Regions from separate parts of the Triticum aestivum genome. Here region 1 is linked to region 2. A link is a contact called in public HiCAR-type data. All regions are on one chromosome and are shown on one strand. The core of a region is the stretch at or near the end of the contact, and the rest is flanking DNA. Distances in the headings are between cores, read along the strand shown.

What was found. HiCAR-type assays count read pairs that join an accessible place to other places.
Region 1: a contact with region 2 is called in a HiCAR-type map of leaf, with 2.2 times the contacts expected there. The contact joins the promoter of LOC123167792 here to the promoter of LOC123166830 in region 2. A contact is called at or near these places in 1 of 5 Hi-C or Micro-C datasets (an unstated tissue) and 1 of 1 datasets of contacts at active chromatin or transcription factors (leaf).

Annotation. Positions count from the first base shown.
Region 1 is chr7D:618,492,278-618,494,977 of IWGSC CS RefSeq v2.1, forward strand. It overlaps LOC123167792 (protein PSK SIMULATOR 2), which reads left to right and starts at 1,278. Exons shown (of 12, transcript XM_044585654.1): 1 at 1,278-1,724. The coding sequence starts at 1,521.
Region 2 is chr7D:618,360,768-618,363,467 of IWGSC CS RefSeq v2.1, forward strand. LOC123166830 (very-long-chain 3-oxoacyl-CoA reductase-like protein At1g24470) reads right to left here and starts at 1,387. Exons shown (of 2, transcript XM_044584635.1): 1 at 886-1,387; 2 at 1-793. The coding sequence starts at 1,306. The coding sequence ends at 147. LOC123166832 (probable magnesium transporter NIPA6) reads right to left here. Exons shown (of 9, transcript XM_044584637.1): 9 at 1,432-2,063. The coding sequence ends at 1,942.

The DNA of each region.
Region 1 (2,700 bases), core at 28-2,527, 130 kb after region 2:
CAATTAATGTATAATAGTGACTGTTCATCGGTGATCAAACACCACGTGTTGTTGCTGTCCACCAAGCATTTAAATCTAGGCCGTTATTACCGATATATATATATATATATATATACGCCGTTTATCAATTTTCGGGCTCTACCGATATAAATATAACACACCAAATGGTCCGAATGTAGCAAATAACATGTGATAGAATAACCAGGAAGCGCTATGACGTTGCCTGTGATGCTCAATAAGCTCATCTTGGATCTGAGCATGAACTTGTCGGTTCTCGATCTTGCGATGCTCTTCGAGGAATACCAGGATTCTGTTCGTATCATACTCTGGCTCGGTTGGAGACCCATTGGATGTACCGAAAGTTCTCAGGCATGCATACCACTCTCGCCTTCAATGATCATGTTATGCAATATCATGCAACAAGTCGTGATCTGCCATAGAACCTTGGAGCTCCAGTACTCGGCAGGGCCACGAACAATTGCAAAGCACTTTTGAAGCACACCAAAGGCTCTCTCCACATCTTTCCTAGCAGCTTCTTGATAGTGGGCGAAGTGAATATTTCTGTGACCTTTTGGATGCGGAATTGTTTCGAGTAATGTGGCCCATGGTGAATAGATGCCATCCGTAAGGTAGTAACCCATTGAGTAGTTGTGCCCATTGACCGAGTAGTTACAAGCCTAGAAAACAGTGGTCAGAAAACGACTTGTGTGAATTCGAAAGTGCCGGCGGAAGTACTTCTCCGAATAGGTTGGATTTGGTGCAAAGTAGTCTCTTGTGATCTTGACATGGCCCTTCACTCTCTCACGGTTGATGTGTACGTGTACGGCAGTTCTCCGACGCCACCTTATGTGCTTGCCATCGGAGCTGGGATTCTGGTCTTGCTATATGCCACCAACCGGCATTGTCACTCTTCGTACAAATGTTGATAGGATCGTGTCGTGTGCCACATGCTTGTTTTTGGATACCCTACAAACCTAAAGGAAAAACTAGTCGAGTGTTTACCTAAGCTTATTGATTTATATATAAGATCCAGGGCCATCTAAGAACCTTCCTATCGTATGCACAACCTTTTGGACGGTGGAACTGTAAAACTAGTCGGCACACGGAGGAGGAGCTGTTGCCCGGTAGTGAAGTGAAGGCAGGGTGAAAAGGAAGGAAGGCGGGTGCGGTGGGAAAGCGGCTGGTGGGAAGAGAATAGCCGAATAGGATTGTGGGAGGGAGGGAACAAGTCAAAGGCTGCGAACGCAACGCGACGGCGACCAGCCCAGGGGCGACGACGACGCCAAAGGAAACCCAAAAGCACCACCCTCCTCCCTCCATCCGTCCATCCATCCATCACCCTCCTCGCCTCGCCTCTCCGTCCCATTCCCCCGCCCTCCTCCCAACCAATCCCGTGCCACTGCCCCGCCCACTCCGGACTCCATCCTCCAACTCCACCTGCCTGCCGGACGCCGGCGACCGACGGGAGAGGCGCCGAGCGGCTCTGGATTGGAACCTGCTCTCGAGGCGGTAGGCGCGCCATGGGGTGCGTGTTCTCCAGGCGGGAGAAGCGGGAGGGGTCGGCGCGGCCGCAGGGCCGGTCCGTCCAGCCGCAGCCGTACCACCACCAGCAGCACCAGCAGCAGGCGCTCGGGGCGGTCTTCGACGCGCGCCGGGGCCGCTACGGCCCCACCGACTTCGACTCCGGGGAGATCGCCATCCCGCCGCCGCACAAGCCCCACAAGGTACCCACCCGCTCTTCCACCGCCACTCACCAATCTTTGTTTGTGTGTTTCTTTCCCTCGAGCCCGGGCTCTGCCCGCCGGCCGGCCGCCGCGGCAGAGACCTTCGGTTGCGCGACGAGCGCGTTATTCGCCTCTCGTCAGGCAGAGCAGAGCAGACCGTCTAACAGAGTTTCAGAAACTTCAGTACGCGTTCCAATCTGCCCGGAGCATACGCCACAGGGAAGTAGTTGTTTCAGGTGAAGCTGCCGCGCAGGTCGGCCATGGCACCGGATGTCTCCAGCACAGATTACTCCGTCCAAACGAAGAATTTGGCTTGGTTCCGCACAGAGCTGTTCCGACGAACATTTGGATTGGGGAATCAATCAATCAATCAATCAGCGTGCTCTCGCCGGAGCAGGGGGACTGGTGGTACAGGAGGCAGAGTCCAAACGTAACGCCAGGTCAATCTTGGCGGCCATTGTTTTTTCATTCACACACCGGAGGCTTGGTCGCACACGGATGGATTCCTCTTGGTCAGCTGAGCTTGCTTAATCTGCATTCGGGTTGCTGTCAGCACATAGTATAAGTCTACTCCTTGGACTGGTCAAGCCAGTGACCCGGACAGAAACTTCCATCTTTGCGGCTGCTGTTGACCGCTTCTTCGATGCTATCCATGGAGCTTGAGACACTGGCAATACTGCGCTGTGCTTCTCTTGTGGAAATCGTCCAACTTGGCCGCTTTGACTTGCAGCCACAAGGAAGCACCGGATGGTGAAGCACAGACCGGGGGAGTAAAAAAAGAAAAGAAATGAAGCGATGCCGGCGTATGTTGCTGTCAAAATGATTTGGATAAGCAGTGAAAGATATAGGAACTCAAGCATCTATCTGGTTAAGGGAGTTTGTCTCCACTGTTCTGGTAGCATCTGTTCCATGTCTACTTTCCTCTGGCCAGTGAGCATCAAGGATCATCTTCGGTAGCACAGCTACTTGTTTGGAA
Region 2 (2,700 bases), core at 137-2,636:
GCCCCATCGGCATCAGAGAAGCAGAATTCAGACCCAAGTTATCCGTCCAAGTGGCTGGTGTCAGATTTTTAGTGATTCCAAAAAAATAAAACGAGAGTGGGTCCAGGAATCACGCCACTTCACTCACTCGTGAGACAGTTTCCTACTCAGTTGCTGGCATGGCACGCCGACGCCGTCGACGATCGCCGGCTCCGGGACGTCTTCCTCTGCCGCAGGCCCTCGCGCAGGCAGGCCCAGTCCTGCACGCAGCCGGGCACGACGTCAAGAAGGCACCACAGCAGCCGGTGCCGGAGGCTGGGCACGCAGAGCGGGCCGCCGCGCCCGACCCAGCGCACCGCCGCGCGCGCGTAGGCGTCGGCGGTGGGCACCAGCGGCGCGGGGCGCCAGAGCGCCGAGAAGGCCGCGACCATCGCCGTCGCCACGAACATCGGCGCCTGGCACTGCACGTCGACCCCTCTGCCCCCGTACTCGGCGGCGAGGCCCCCGGAGAGCACCGCGACGTACCGCTTGGTGCCGGAGTAGACGGCGTGGAGCGGGAAGGAGGAGACGGCCTCCGACGTCGCCGACCCCATGCTGACCACGGCGCCCCTGCCCCGCGCCGCCATGCCCGGGATCACCGCCGCCGTCACCACCGTCGTCGCCCACAGGTTCACGCGGATCATGCGTATCAGTGCCTCCGCGTCCGCCTCGTGCAGGAACGCCGCGCCCGGGTTCATCACCCCGGCGTTGTTCACGAGGACGCCCACGTCCAGCCCCTCCACGACGTCCCGGAGCCGCCGCAGCGCCTCGTCGCCTGCACGCCGCCGGCCGAGAGGATCATCAAGTGCCTGCAGGCCGTCGCCATGCGCTCCGATATACCCCAAACCTGTGTAAACTACGTGGTACCTTGGGGGGGTGGAGACGAGCGAGAGGTCGAACACCACGGTCCTGGTCTGCACGGCGTGACGGGACATGACCGCGTCGGAGACCTCCCGGAGGTCCGCGGCGTCGATACCGACGAGGACGAGGTCGAGGCCCCGGCGGGCGAGCTCCAGGGCGACGGACCGGCCGATGCCGGACGTCGGGCCGGTGACCACGGCCCACGTTCCGTAGTACCGGCGGAGGTCCTTGGGTCGGCGCACGCAGTGGGCGAGGTGGACGAGGAGGCGAGACGAGAGCACCGCGACGTGGAGGGCGCCGAGGACGGCCAGCCAGAGGAACCACGCCGGCGTCTGCTGGAGGTCAGCCGCCATTCTCCACTCTCCTGACCCTCGTTCACGCGTTCGGTGCCAGTTTTGTAGTAGCAGTAGCATAGACAACTGCCCATGGTCCAGGGGACACACTCCAAGTACCAACCACTAATTTTGTTGGAACAGAGATGCAGGCAACCTGCCGAGATGTGTGCAGCAACATGTCACAATCTTGACCTCAGCTCATATGGCAACCATATCATCAGCAAGTTAAAGATTTAACATTAACAGGAGGCTGCAATGGAGCCTCCACTGAATGTATACATCTGGTCAACCAAAACTAAGCTCAACAATGAAACCGAAAACTTCTCTCAGAAGAAGAACAATGGCGTCGAAATCGAACCGTGCATCGATGCTCCGCCCTCAAGCCTAATCACAAGGAGAAATATTCTACGTAATGCACAACAACAGGCAGGCCGACAAATTCAGCCCGCTCACCGCTCATCGACGAACAACTTACAAACTGGAATTGGACGGCAGGGCGTATCCTGTTCCTAGTATGAATTGTTTGGATAAATCTAGACAGGTTCCTATGTACGTGCGAACGACGAAAGAATGGCTGACGAAATCTTCATCCTCTCAACCAAAACCGCCAGAATGCTGGCGCTGCCAAGATTCCGCTGCAACTCACATCTCTCTTCCTTTTTGTACAAGTGACCGAGGACTTTCTCTTCTGCGGTCAAAGTATTTGGACTTGACTCTGAATGTACGATCAGGGTGTGGCGGGCGAACTTTGCGGAGCGGCAAAGTAGTCATCTTCGACGTTCCTCAGTAGATTGTCGCTGCCTACGCTGATATACCAAGATATTCCTCTATCCAGAGGCCAAGTGGATGCTGCAAACAGAAGAATAATTTTTCAGGTCTTTCCAAAATCAAATACTGATACGAAATATGAAAGTGAACTGCTTATAACAGCTTTGAAAGAACAAATTCTGTTCAAAACAGCGGCTGGGGCAGAAAAGAACTACAACATTTTTCTTTTCTACTCCCTCCGTCCCACAATATAAGATCGTTTTTCAAGCTACGGACGGAGTATTTGTGAATATCAGTGAGAATTAGTGGAGTAATAACAGAAGAATAAATTTTCAGGTCTTCCCTAAATCTGCTATTGATACGAAATATGAAAGAGAACTGCTTATAACAATTAACAGGTTTGGAAGAACAAATCCAGTTCAAAATAGCAGTTGGAGCAGAAAAGAACTAAAACATGTTTCTTTTTTATTTGTGAATAACAGTGAGAATTAGTGCTCGCAGTTACGCAGTAGTTAAGAAACATTCTGATGGATCTATTACTCCAAGTTACTCCCTCCGTAAAGAAATATAAGAGCGTTTAGACCACTAAAACGCTCTTATATTTCTTTACAGAGGGAGTACTAAACATATGTTTATTATTTATTTTAGAATATCAGTGGGAATAGCTGGTTTAGCACAAACTATTTCAAAAGAAAAGGGTGTCTTGAGAAACTTGAAG